Regions from separate parts of the Capsicum annuum genome. Here region 2 is linked to region 1. Evidence: chromatin contacts called from public Hi-C data. All regions are on one chromosome and are shown on one strand. Each heading gives the region's core, a stretch centred on a gene start, on an enhancer-like site or on the middle of the called end of the contact. The rest is flanking DNA. Distances are from core to core; before and after follow the strand shown. Region 1 holds the start of LOC107844988 (putative uncharacterized protein DDB_G0270496). Region 2 has its middle 9.0 kb from the start of LOC107844952.

The links. A called contact is a pair of places that touch in the nucleus more often than the background predicts.
Region 2: a contact with region 1 is called in a Hi-C map of bud, with 5 times the contacts expected there. The contact joins the enhancer-like site here to the promoter of LOC107844988 in region 1. A contact is called at or near these places in 2 of 5 Hi-C or Micro-C datasets (bud and placenta).

The regions. Positions count from the first base shown.
Region 1 is chr8:34,642,365-34,647,973 of UCD10Xv1.1, forward strand. It overlaps LOC107844988 (putative uncharacterized protein DDB_G0270496), which reads right to left and starts at 3,754. Exons shown (of 14, transcript XM_016689304.2): 1 at 3,714-3,754; 2 at 626-738; 3 at 283-518. The coding sequence starts at 721.
Region 2 is chr8:34,912,328-34,918,490 of UCD10Xv1.1, forward strand. No RefSeq gene overlaps it. Among protein-coding and RNA genes, the nearest start is that of LOC107844952, 9.0 kb to the right of the region's middle. Within about 2 kb of position 1,909, at least 4 of the 5 cell types and tissues checked have an H3K27ac peak or open chromatin away from gene starts, as enhancers often do. A contact at or near this core is called in bud, where this site is marked.

The DNA of each region.
Region 1 (5,609 bases), core at 2,504-5,003:
CTTGAGCTTGCATTTCTTGATCAAATGACCGAGAAGGCAACATTGTTACTTTGAATTAATGGCAAAGTAGGAGGTGGTTTGAAGTATAAAGAATTTTATGTTGGTGAGAGTAATGGTTATATGAGAAATAAATTGTTTAAAGAGTAATAATATGAACTATAAATTTTATTTACATATGAAATAAATGGTTGGTAAATAAAAATGCAGACATGAAATGAAATGAAATAATTCTTTTACTAACACACCATATAACTAAGTTATGTTGTAGAGAAAGAAACTTACTGTTCCTTGTGCTTAAGCTCCATAATTTCTTTCTCAATTTCTTCCATTTCAGCATTTTTCTGTTCCTCAATCAGTTTCTCTCGCTCTTCTTCTTCTTCTTCTTGATCTCCTTCCTCATCCTCCTCTTCCTCTTCCTCTTGTTCTCCACTTTCATCTTCACTATCATCATGGTCGACCTCATTGTCCTTGTCAATCAAGTCATTGTTGTTGTCGCTGTCGTCATCAAAGTTCTCAGCCTAAGCATATCAAAGAACATATATCATATGTAAACTATTTGAAATGAAAAGTTAAAGGACAAAACCAGATAAGTACATGAAAGTGATTTTAAGATAGAAAAACTAACATCATCCGACATCTCATTTAATATTTCATCCTTCTCAAATTCAGAGTTGCTTTCACTCCCCTCTACTTTTTTAGATGTCTTTGAAGACTTGCCCATTTTCCTGCCACCTAAATCTGAAGAAACAAAAACTGAATTCATCAGTTATCAATAGGATTATTAAAGGTGCGACAAGACAAAAAACACAAAGCCTATTTTTTTGAAAAGCAATATTTAAAAGGTAGATCTGGAAATCGCAAGACACACTTCAAAAGCCTCGAGATGGCTATACGTGTTTAAGTTTCATAGGAATTAGCACTTCGATAAGTGAAGTGCTCTCCTTATGCAGTATGCCATGAGATGGCTCAATGCACACTTTTTATCCCTTGCAGTCTCCACCTTTATAAAGGGCAGCCCGGTATACTAAAGCACCCGCTATGCTCGGGGTTCGTGGAAGGGACAAACCTCAACGGTATGTAGCCTTACCCTGCATTTCTGTAAAAGGTTGTTTCCACAGCTTGAATCCGAGACCTCTTGGTCACATGGAAGCAACTTCACCACTTATCAATGTTCATATTTATGCCCCAAAAATTTAATTCCTCGAGTGTCCGCCTTATGAAAGTATGCCGTGGTATTTAATTTCTCACATAATATACATTTCCATATACAGTGCACTATACATTCACAACCATGATGGACCAAAGGTTACTACTGTAACATACTATCAAACACATTATCTACGATGCAATAGCTGGAGTCCTTAGGAACAAATAACATTAAAATTAAGGATATCTGAAGCTAATTACCAATTCTAAATTTCTGAGCCGTAATCACAGGAAAATAAATACTCAGAATCAACATTAAACTAGAAAAGAAAGAACAACAACAACAACAACAACAAGCCCACTGTATTCCCACAAAGTAGGGTCTAGGGGGTAAGATGTACGCAGTCCATACCGCTACCTCTGAAGAAGTAGAGAGGCTGTTTCCGATAGACCCCAGGCTAAAGATAAAGAATAGTAAACAAGAGGATGTATGACATAATAGAAGGGCGTAAGAAATAATAAAATATAAATCAGAGAAATACGAAATACGAGAGAGAAAAGAAAGAAAAAAAAAAAAGTATACATATGTTACAGCTGAAGCATTTTTTCAGGATTAAAGCAAGGAGTACCTAGTTTAGCATTCAAATTGATGGAGAGAAGTCCCTACTAGGGTTTGTATTAGGAAAATATCATAAACATACAACTTAAATTACCATATTTACACAAATCTCCACCCTTACAAAGTAATTACAAAAATCCCAACTAATTATGTATCTTTGTTGGATGTATCGTGAACTAATTATGCATTTCGATAGACCCAAAATCGAAAAAATGTATCAAGAGCTAATTATACATCATTACAAAGGAAAAAAATGTATCTTCGTTGGATGTATTATGTATGTCGACACACCCAAAATCGAAAAAATGTATAGGAAGCTAATTATGTATCTTTACCAAGGAAAAAATATATCCTATGTATCTCGACAGACCCAAAATCGGGATTTTCAGTAATTATGCAAAATATCGAGATTTTATGTAATTAAGGTCCAAACTATCGGGACTTAAGTTGTTTGCCATTTTATTTAACCATTTAAATGACTGTTTTGTTGGAACACAATATAATAGTTGATAAAACAGTAAGATAAATCATGCATAAGGAGCTACGGCACATAAAACAATGCTTCAAGATTCATGGGAAGTTAACTGGAGCAAAAAGGTAGAAAAATTTGTAGTAAAACAAGAGCTTAAAAGTAACACAGTTTTTTTTTTTTTAAAAAAGCATTTGTGTTAATGGCAATCAGAAAAAGCAAAGCAAGAATTTAAAACCGAAGAAAAGACATAAAGGTTTGTTATAAATTACCAGATGGATATGGAACTCAAGCCACAAGTAGTGGCAGAGGCAGGATCTTTATCAAGGGGGTTCAACATAAGTAAGCATGCTACTAATATCCACAAATAAGCGGGTCGGGTCAGAAGATGAGATATAGAACAAAAGCAGTTAACTACACAAAAGAGAGAGAGAGAGAGAACAAATGTTAGTTTCATTCCAAGAAAAGTGGTACTACATCAATACTAGTTTGAAAACCGTGCCCAGTAGCTCAAATCAAGACATAGAGAGGAACGAGAATTAAAACAGATAAGCTGAGGTTGGGAACAACTTTTCTTCTTTTTCCTCAGGAGTTGCTGGTGTGTCGGGAAGAGGAGAATCAACAGAAATTAGGGATAATCCCCAAGAAGCATACTGGCAGAAATATTAAGAAGCTGGTTTCCATTTGTATGCCTACTTCTCTTTCTCATTCGCCCGCTCCCTAACTCCTCTCAAACTATTTGGAATAAGGGAAAATGAGACAAACAAGGTTTTCCAAATCGGAGATTAGACAAAATCAGAGCCAAATAGTGGTCGGAAGGAGATGCCGAAGATGATAATCAGAAGGTGAAAGTGAAAGGCGAGCAGGAGCTCACTCAGCTCAGCTTGGAGTGAAAGAGCGTGATTCTGTCTGTTAGAGAGAAAATCAGAGAAATAATTTGAGAGTGAGACCATGATCTTAGTACCTGCGTACCTATCGTCCCCAAAATTTTCCAACCCCAATTTTGAATTATTTCATCAATTTGTGTTAACACATGCTATATAAACCAAAAACATGAACCACAACTCATAATTACTCAGAAATTCCCTAGAAATCATAGAAAAACTCTTAGAAGTTTCATTTGGGAAATTTGACAAACACTTAGTGTGCAATTCAAATTCTTACTATTTTGAATCCAATTGGATACTCAATACTTCCACAATCACTTACACACCAAAATAAACAAAACATACAAAAGACAAATCAACTTCAAGCGCCAAAACATGAAAGAAATTGCAACAAAATTTTTGGCCCTAAGCAAGAAACTAAGGAGCAATTTCAACAATTAAAGAATAGATTAAGAAACATACTTGAAGATTTAGTGCAAATGAGGATGAAGAACACTTTCAAAGCCTTTTTTAAAGTGAAAAAAATAGATGGGTATCGGGTATTTGAAGGGGAAGAGGGAGTGAAACTATGTTGAAACTTGAAACCGTTTACCTCACGACAGTGATGAGTTTTTAATTTAATTCAATTTGTTCCTTTTCCGAAAATGGGGGGAAACGACAGCGTTCGGTTTTTTAAATAAGGAAAATAAGCCTTTCTTTTAAAAAAAAAAAAAACACATGAGGCAAAAAAAGAAAAAGACACGACCTGGGTATCGAACCCACATGAGAGGTCTCACACGTTGAGCCCTTTGCCGCTGAACCAACGTTTTTACTTGTATTACAAGGGTTCAGTTTAATATATATATATATAGGAAAAAATGCACTATCCATATACAATGTAGGGATTCGGGTAAACCCCTAAATACCACGCAGCTCCGCCCCACAACAGCTTGATGCTCACCAATTTTGCCCACAAAAAGAGAGGAGGGTTTTTCTAGTTGGGAGCAGAAGAGCTGCAAGCTGTACTTCCCTTGCAATAATATGAAGCGGGTCACTCTTTTTAATCCAATTCATTATATACTTTAATTATTTTAATTTTTTTGTGAAATAAAATTATTACACATGGTAATTAATAGTGTCTTTTATTACTCCCTTCATCCCAAATTACTCATCTCAAATTGAGATGACACATTGATTAAGAAAAATAATTAATAACATGGTTAGTTTACCATAGTACCCCTATTAAATGATGTTTACATTTTAATTTGTAGAAAAAGTAATTAATGCAAAGGGTAAAACATAAAAATAAAAATTGTCTCTTCTTGATTAATGAAAAAAGATAAGTAAAATGGAAAATCAAATTAGGAAATTTGAGACGAGTAATTTGGGACGCAGAGAATACATAGTAGTGAATAAGTTCGCGCATTGTATAAATAAGACAAATTATGAAATATAAGTTTTATTTATCATTTTTTTAACTGATGCTTTTAACTCAAAAGAATTAAATTTTTGAATGTCCAAAAAATTTTGACTGTATCGCACATAGAATTAAATTTTTGAATGTCCACAAAATTTTGACTGTATCGCACATATATTTTATATTACAAAATGAAGCAGTACAATTGTTTATTCATCTCTCATAATTATAACACAACTAAAATTCTAAAAAAAAAATAGTACATACCCTCACTATGTCATATAACTGTTTATAAAAAGACAAAATACATAAAAGACCCCTGATCTTGTCCGAATTTTTTAAAAAGATACTTAAACTTTAGATATGACCTATTACACCACGATTCTTTAATTCCTTGTAAATACACCATTTTGACCATATTCTGCAGCAACCCTTAGGCGTGTGGTTGCTTTCTTTAAATAATAATTTAATTATTAAAAGATTTGGATTCAACCCAATAACCCGACCCGATTCTAATAAAATATTTCCAAACATTTTCCACGATGCATTTCCATTTCTTTCTCTCTTTTTCGATTTTTCTTTTCTTTCTTTCGTGACATACACTCTAAGCTCACATTCGAAGGAGATTGAAAGTATTCGGGGGATAAATTTGTTGGGGGAAATGCGTATTAACCTAAGAGTAGGGGATTTTACAGGCTAGGATTTTGTGCATTTTAATTTTAACGTCTCTAACGTTTCATGGCTTTTTTGAAGTTGTGTTTTTTTAGGGGAAAATATTTTTTAGGTCGTAATTTAGTGAAATTGATGCAAATATGAACATATTGACTTATGCATATACAATGTCTTTGTTTAATTTTTGTCGATTTGATGGATTTTTTGAAGTTGTGTTTTTTTCGGGGAAAAACGTAATTTACTGAAATTGATGCAAATATGAACATATTGACTTATGGATGTACTACATGTTTGTCGATTTTTCGCATATGTTGTTATTACTGTCATGGTGTTGTAGTAACATGTACAACTCAGAATTCTTTTTGTGTGTGTATCAAGTGGGGGCGGTTGGGGTGGGGTGGGGTGGGGTGGGGTGTTTTT
Region 2 (6,163 bases), core at 659-3,158, 270 kb after region 1:
TCGCTATACCCAATTGATACTCTTTTATACCACATTGATACACTTTTTATAACAAGTGAGAAGAAAAACCTATACATGCATATGCAGAAGAAAAACCTATACATGTATATGCAGTGTCCATATACCCAATTGATACTCTCTTATACCAAATTGATACACTTTAATACCACATCGATACAGTATATATACCACACAAATACACCTTTTACAGAGAAAATCTGTACAAGTATATACAATAATTGCAACTAAAGATTGTATAGCATGTATAGAAATTATGTAATTGTCATATAGAATAGGTATATAAACTGTAAAGTTATTGTACAAAATATATTTTGTATGGTGTATACAAATTCTATCATTGTTATATAAAAACATAAAAAAAAATAGCATCATCAACTAGCTAGAAAAGAATAAACCACAAACTTATATTTGATTGTTTAAACAATAAAAAGTAAATTTTATTTTTTTTTTTATACTAAACCAGCAGGAACAATGAAATTGGAAAAAAAAAGCTTTAAAAAAAGAAAAGAAAAGAAGTAAAATGACAACTATAAAAAATGAAAATAAAAGGAAAAAGAAGAAGAAGCAGAAGAAGCTTACCAAAGTTAGTCTCTATTTGGTCAATAAATGCGGCTATAAATTAAAAATTAAATATTTGGCTATTTTTTGAGATTAGTTTCAGCCGAATTAAGCATGAATGACTATTTATCGGGTTTTTAGTTTTAGGGATTATTTTTAGGATATTATTTTAATTTTAGATGCTATTTTTGTTCCTTTTTTTAAGCTTATAATCCATTAAAAGTTGACCAACTAAAAAATTATTTGTGTCCCTTATAATTTTCACTTATTTCAAAATTACCCTCTTGTAGTCCTAAAACGCACTCCTCTTTCACTATAGTCCACACTTTCTCTTTTTCAACTTTTAACCAACTTATTGCAGCACTATTAAAGTCTAAATTAATAGGAGTTGAATTTAAATTCATATTAATTTATAATAATTAATGCGAATTCAAAATATAATCAGTATTCACATTTTTATCAGTATTCAAATTTTTTTGGGATGAGGGGGGTTAGAAACATAATCTTACTATCACTATTATTATCATGAAATATTTATGATTTAATCTCTACTTGTATCTTGATATACAAAATTACCAACTTATTAAATAGATTGATCTAAATTGAATTTGAGGAGTGCGAAAGCTACTTAATGTTATCCATATATCGGTCGTAAAGGTTATTCGACTCAAAATATTCTTGCCGTTGTAGATTTTAACATATGTTTTATTATTTTGTTTGATGATTTAAACTCTCTTAACCAAGAAAAAAGATTTTTTTTAGCGCACATATTTAATAGTCATTCATGAAAATATTATATATATATATATATATATATTGAAACAGAATTAAAAATAAATATATTAATTTTAATTTGAATCATTTTAGATAATAATAATCAACTCTACATATTGTTAACAGTTTTAGAGGTATTTCAGATTTTTTGATAAAAAAAAATGCTTAACAGCACTTGTTTACCAAACACATCAACAATTTTTTTTCAGTTTCAACACTTCTATCTAAACACGTAACTGCTTATTTTTAAAATAAGTTTCAGCACTTTCAAAAGTACTTTTAAAGAATTTTTTAAAAGTCATTTTTTTTCAATCTATCCAAACGGGCTCTAAATCGGCTATACATATGTAAAGATCCCAAACTTGTTTCTACAGCGGACCAACAACGAGCCCAAACGAAAAGCCCATGGAGAACAACTCCGAAATCGAGTACTAAGCTCCTTACACGCCGGCGATCGGAAGTTAAAATGAACCAAAACGAAGAAAACGCCGCTAGCGGCGGCGGCGCCCATTACCGGTGGTGGGCCGCCGCGAGTACAGGTCAGTTACTATGGGGAATTTACGCTTATAGGAGAGGTTATTCCGGTGAATGTGAAATGATGCCGCTTAAAGCCTTCGTCGGCGCAACTGCTTCCGCTTCCATGGCTTCTCTTCGCGCCTGCGGCATTTACTCCGTAAATTCTCTTTTCTCTTTACCTCTTTAATGCGCTTAAGAATTTGTCATTTCTTATTAGCATATTTTTGGAGTTCACTTGACTCAAAACAAACAGACTTTATTCTTCCAATTGGTGAGTTAATTTCTCGGTGATCACTGAACAAATAGTTATTATCGCGAAAAGCCACTTTCTTTGTCGAAGAAAATTAGAATCAAGAAGAAAGTGACAGAAAATTGAGATTAAGAGAGTACACATAAGGGGTTGAAATAAAGCAGATTTAAGCTTCTGAATTTAGAATAACTGCTTTGTTAAAACGGGACTTTGCATTGATCATATGGTATTAGATTGACTTGATTCAAGTAGGGATCTTGATGCTGAAGGTTATTTTGAATTGTTTTTGTGAAAGAAGAAGGAAGATTGGAAAAGAAAATTGAGGTTTATAATAGTGTTATTGTGCATTGTCTTGTATGTTAGTTAGCTAAGATATGACCAGCTGTCCGGGTTCCTTCCCATTTTACGTATGTCTAGGTGAAGAATCCAGACTTCTGAAGTTTATTGTTCAAGTTAAAAACTTTAATAATTAGAGTAATGAATATGTAATAGTAAGAATACAAGATCTGACTGACAATTATTTGGAATGATTAGTAAGGTTTTTTGGCCATAAAGTCTGACTGTTCATCAAGAAGGCATTAAGAATTTCTTTAGTTATAGGTCGGAATGAAGTTTATTTGCATTACAGGGAATAATTTCTGAAAGCAGCCTCTCTTAGTGCTTGATGACATTGAGAGATTCGGTTTCTGTGCTAGAAATCTTCTGCTTATACAAGTATTTGAATAAAAGAGGGGGGGGAGGGGGGATAGGGATTCAGCATCCAATTCCATGTAGAAATATATAATGGAGGGTATTGGGAGGAGTTAGATAAACAAGGAAAGCATTTCAAGGAGAGATGAACAGTCAGTACCTTTGTAGATTTACTGCTGTTTGGAAATGTGGCCCAAATTCATGTCCTACAGATCTTTCTTTCTAACTGAGCATTAGTAAGTACGCATTTAGTAGGTTAAGTCATCCAGCAGCTGGTATGCCATGAGATGTCGATCAGTCTAAATTCCACATTCGATAGCTCTAGGTTTCTCCATCATCTGAAAATTGAAAATTTTAGTACTCAATTAGAATTGCAGATCCTGTATGGCCAGTAACCTAAGTGCACGGGCTCTTCACTTTCAATGTCGCACCCATGTCGGTTTCTCCAAAAATACACTACTTTTGGAGAATCTAACACACACGCCCAATGACTTTTTTGAGAGTCCGAGCAACATAGCCAGTTACTGCAATATCTCACTTCAACTGATACAAATTCCTGGAAGTATTTAGGATATGCTGTGGCATTTTGGGTAAAGTTCTAAAAGCTTATGCTTCATCAAAAAAGTATTGAAAGCTTATGGAAACAGCTCAGGCCTTCAAGTCCAAGACATATTTCCTCGTGATATGAAGAACGAGTTTTTAGTTATCCTTACGATAAGGAATAGTGGGATGTCTATTGCCTGCATATGATTCTAAGCAACAGTTAGAACGATGGTTGAGTAACATTTTTGGATAGAATAATTTGCTTGGGATTGGGAATTGTTGTTGATGGTGGTCTTGGAAAGTAGAAACAGATTGATTCTTTTACATGTGTTACAAATTGGACGTGCTCTTGTTCGTGAAAAGCTATGTCGCTCGGACTCGGATGCTTTGCCGCCGAACCCGTCTCGACATGAGACTGAGGCGGGGACGGGTGCTTCCACCGTCTCCGATTTGGTCAACCGATTTCGGAGACGTTGACCGAAATAAAGAAGAAATTTAACTGGAAACATTGAATATTTAACCGGCAACTTACCTGAAAAAGTCCGACCAACGACCACCGGAATAGAGACGGCATTGTCGATGTGCCGTCCCCGGAAATCATCGGCGCAGACGTCGTACCACCTCAGGGTACCGGAAATCATCGTCGTACTCTATCATCCGCGCATTCGTGTTTACACAGTGACGGGTTATTTTTTTCCAAGTCAAAGTGTGTTTTGAAACTTTTGTCTTTTCTTTTTACCATTTTTAATTAATAATTAGTTCCTTTACTATTAATAATTAATTAATAATAATCTGTTGCCAGCACTGTCTGTCGGTGAGTGTATTTTTCTTTGACAGTATTAAATTTAACTTCTTAATTATATTTATTTTTTATTTTTAGTAAATAAACGTGAGTTATAACTTTGGAAAAATTTTTAATACAAATACTATTCTTAATTGAAAAGTAAAATCAGAAGACAAAAATAACTAAAAATAGCAAATTAACTAAAAAATCTTAGAATATCTTTATAACTCTATATTTATAATATTTAATTTTTATTAGCCGAGTCCCCGCACTCGTATCCACACTCGGATTCGCACCTCCAAATCTTAAAATTTATATTTTGACGAATCTGACTCTCGAATTCGCACCTGTCTCGGATACCCGCACCTGAGTCCGAGCAACTTAGGTGAAAAGTACTCAGCTATTGACAAGTTACATGATGGTTTATATGGTTCGACATTGTGTTTCTTATACTGATATCTCATGTCATTTTGTGGGGTCATATGATATTGGAGCTGTGTGGAAAGAAACAATGTTTTGCTCATTTTTTATAAGTGTGCTGTTGCATCATGCATGCACATGAATTTTGTGGAATTTGGATCACATATTCTTTTTTTCTTCTTTTTCTATTTTTTTTAGGTCATCTTATCATCGGAAAGGATCCCTTCTTCCTCTCCTATTTCCATTAGATTGGAAAAATCACAAAATCAAACTCTTTTTTTAAAAAAAATTAGTAATAAGGCGTGTTAGAACCTTGTAATGTGTTTGTATGCTTGAAGCTCATTAGCAAACCTTATCACTTGATCTTAAAGGGTAGGAGCTGAGGGAGAGAAAAATGCTTATATATGGATGAAGTCCTGCAGGAAGAAGATATCGATAAAGTTTAGGTATAGTTCAGGTGTAAAACTAGCACCTTTTAATTTCATCCAGTACTAGGCTGGCCAATGTAATTTTTCTGACTGTTGGCAAGGTATTCATGTATAACCCAGATATCAATTTCATCTTTTAGTTTCATTTCTAAGGGCGTGATTTCAGATAGATTGAGGGGAAACGGAGGAGGGATAGAGAAGTGAATATAAATGGACAGTGTCATATACAAAGAAGATCAGAAGGGATTGGTCTAGTTTAGGTGTAATTAGTGGTTTTATGCATAGGAGTTACAACCCGGAGATCCTAGATTTGTGTTCTAGCTACAACACTTGGTATGATCTCATTTGCTCCTGCAGTGGTGGGTAGGATCTTGCGATCAATGCTTCTAGGCTAAGCAGGATCATAAGTGCGCTCAAATGGACACCGGAAACGACCATCAAGTTATGACTTGTTTTGTAACCCAAATGAGAGTTTCTCTAAGAAGATGAATTTGAGGATTTATTGAAGTGAGAAGCTTTTATTTAGACATCAGGGAGGTATGTAAACACATCTGAATGGTGTTGAATGAGTAAAAGAACACCGTAGATGTGTTTCATGTTGTGTGTGCTGAGTGACGATTAGGTTAATGCAAGAATTAGACCCTGCTTCTTCATTTTGTGAGACCTGAAAAGTTACATTTAACTTCTTATTGGGAGACTTTTGGACTCTCTACAAGTTTCAATTAGTTTCTAATCTCCTCTTTTTGAAATTACGTGCACTAATTTGTTGCAAAATACACAGGTAGAAGACATGAAGGTTGTCGGCAGGGGCGGACCCACGTGTATTTTTGGGCGTAGAAGACGTGTAATTATATAAAAAACAGTGAAAAAATGGTAAAATATATAAAAAAAAAAAAACACCCAAAGAACAAAAACATGGTTGGGTGCTTTGGCTTTAGGCATAACTTTCATGTCTCACATCTTGAGATCAAATCCCAGCAACTGCATCATTTAATAATTTTTTTTAAGGCATCTACAACCTAAAAATGCTGGGTCCACCACTGGTTGTCGGGGCAAGTATAAGAACGGACTTGGGTTGACACGAAGGGCACGAGAAGACTATGTACTTTTGAGAACTATCGTGAATCAGTAGCCTAAAGATTATTGACGAAGGAAGATCTCCATCTTTGTGTAGTTTCT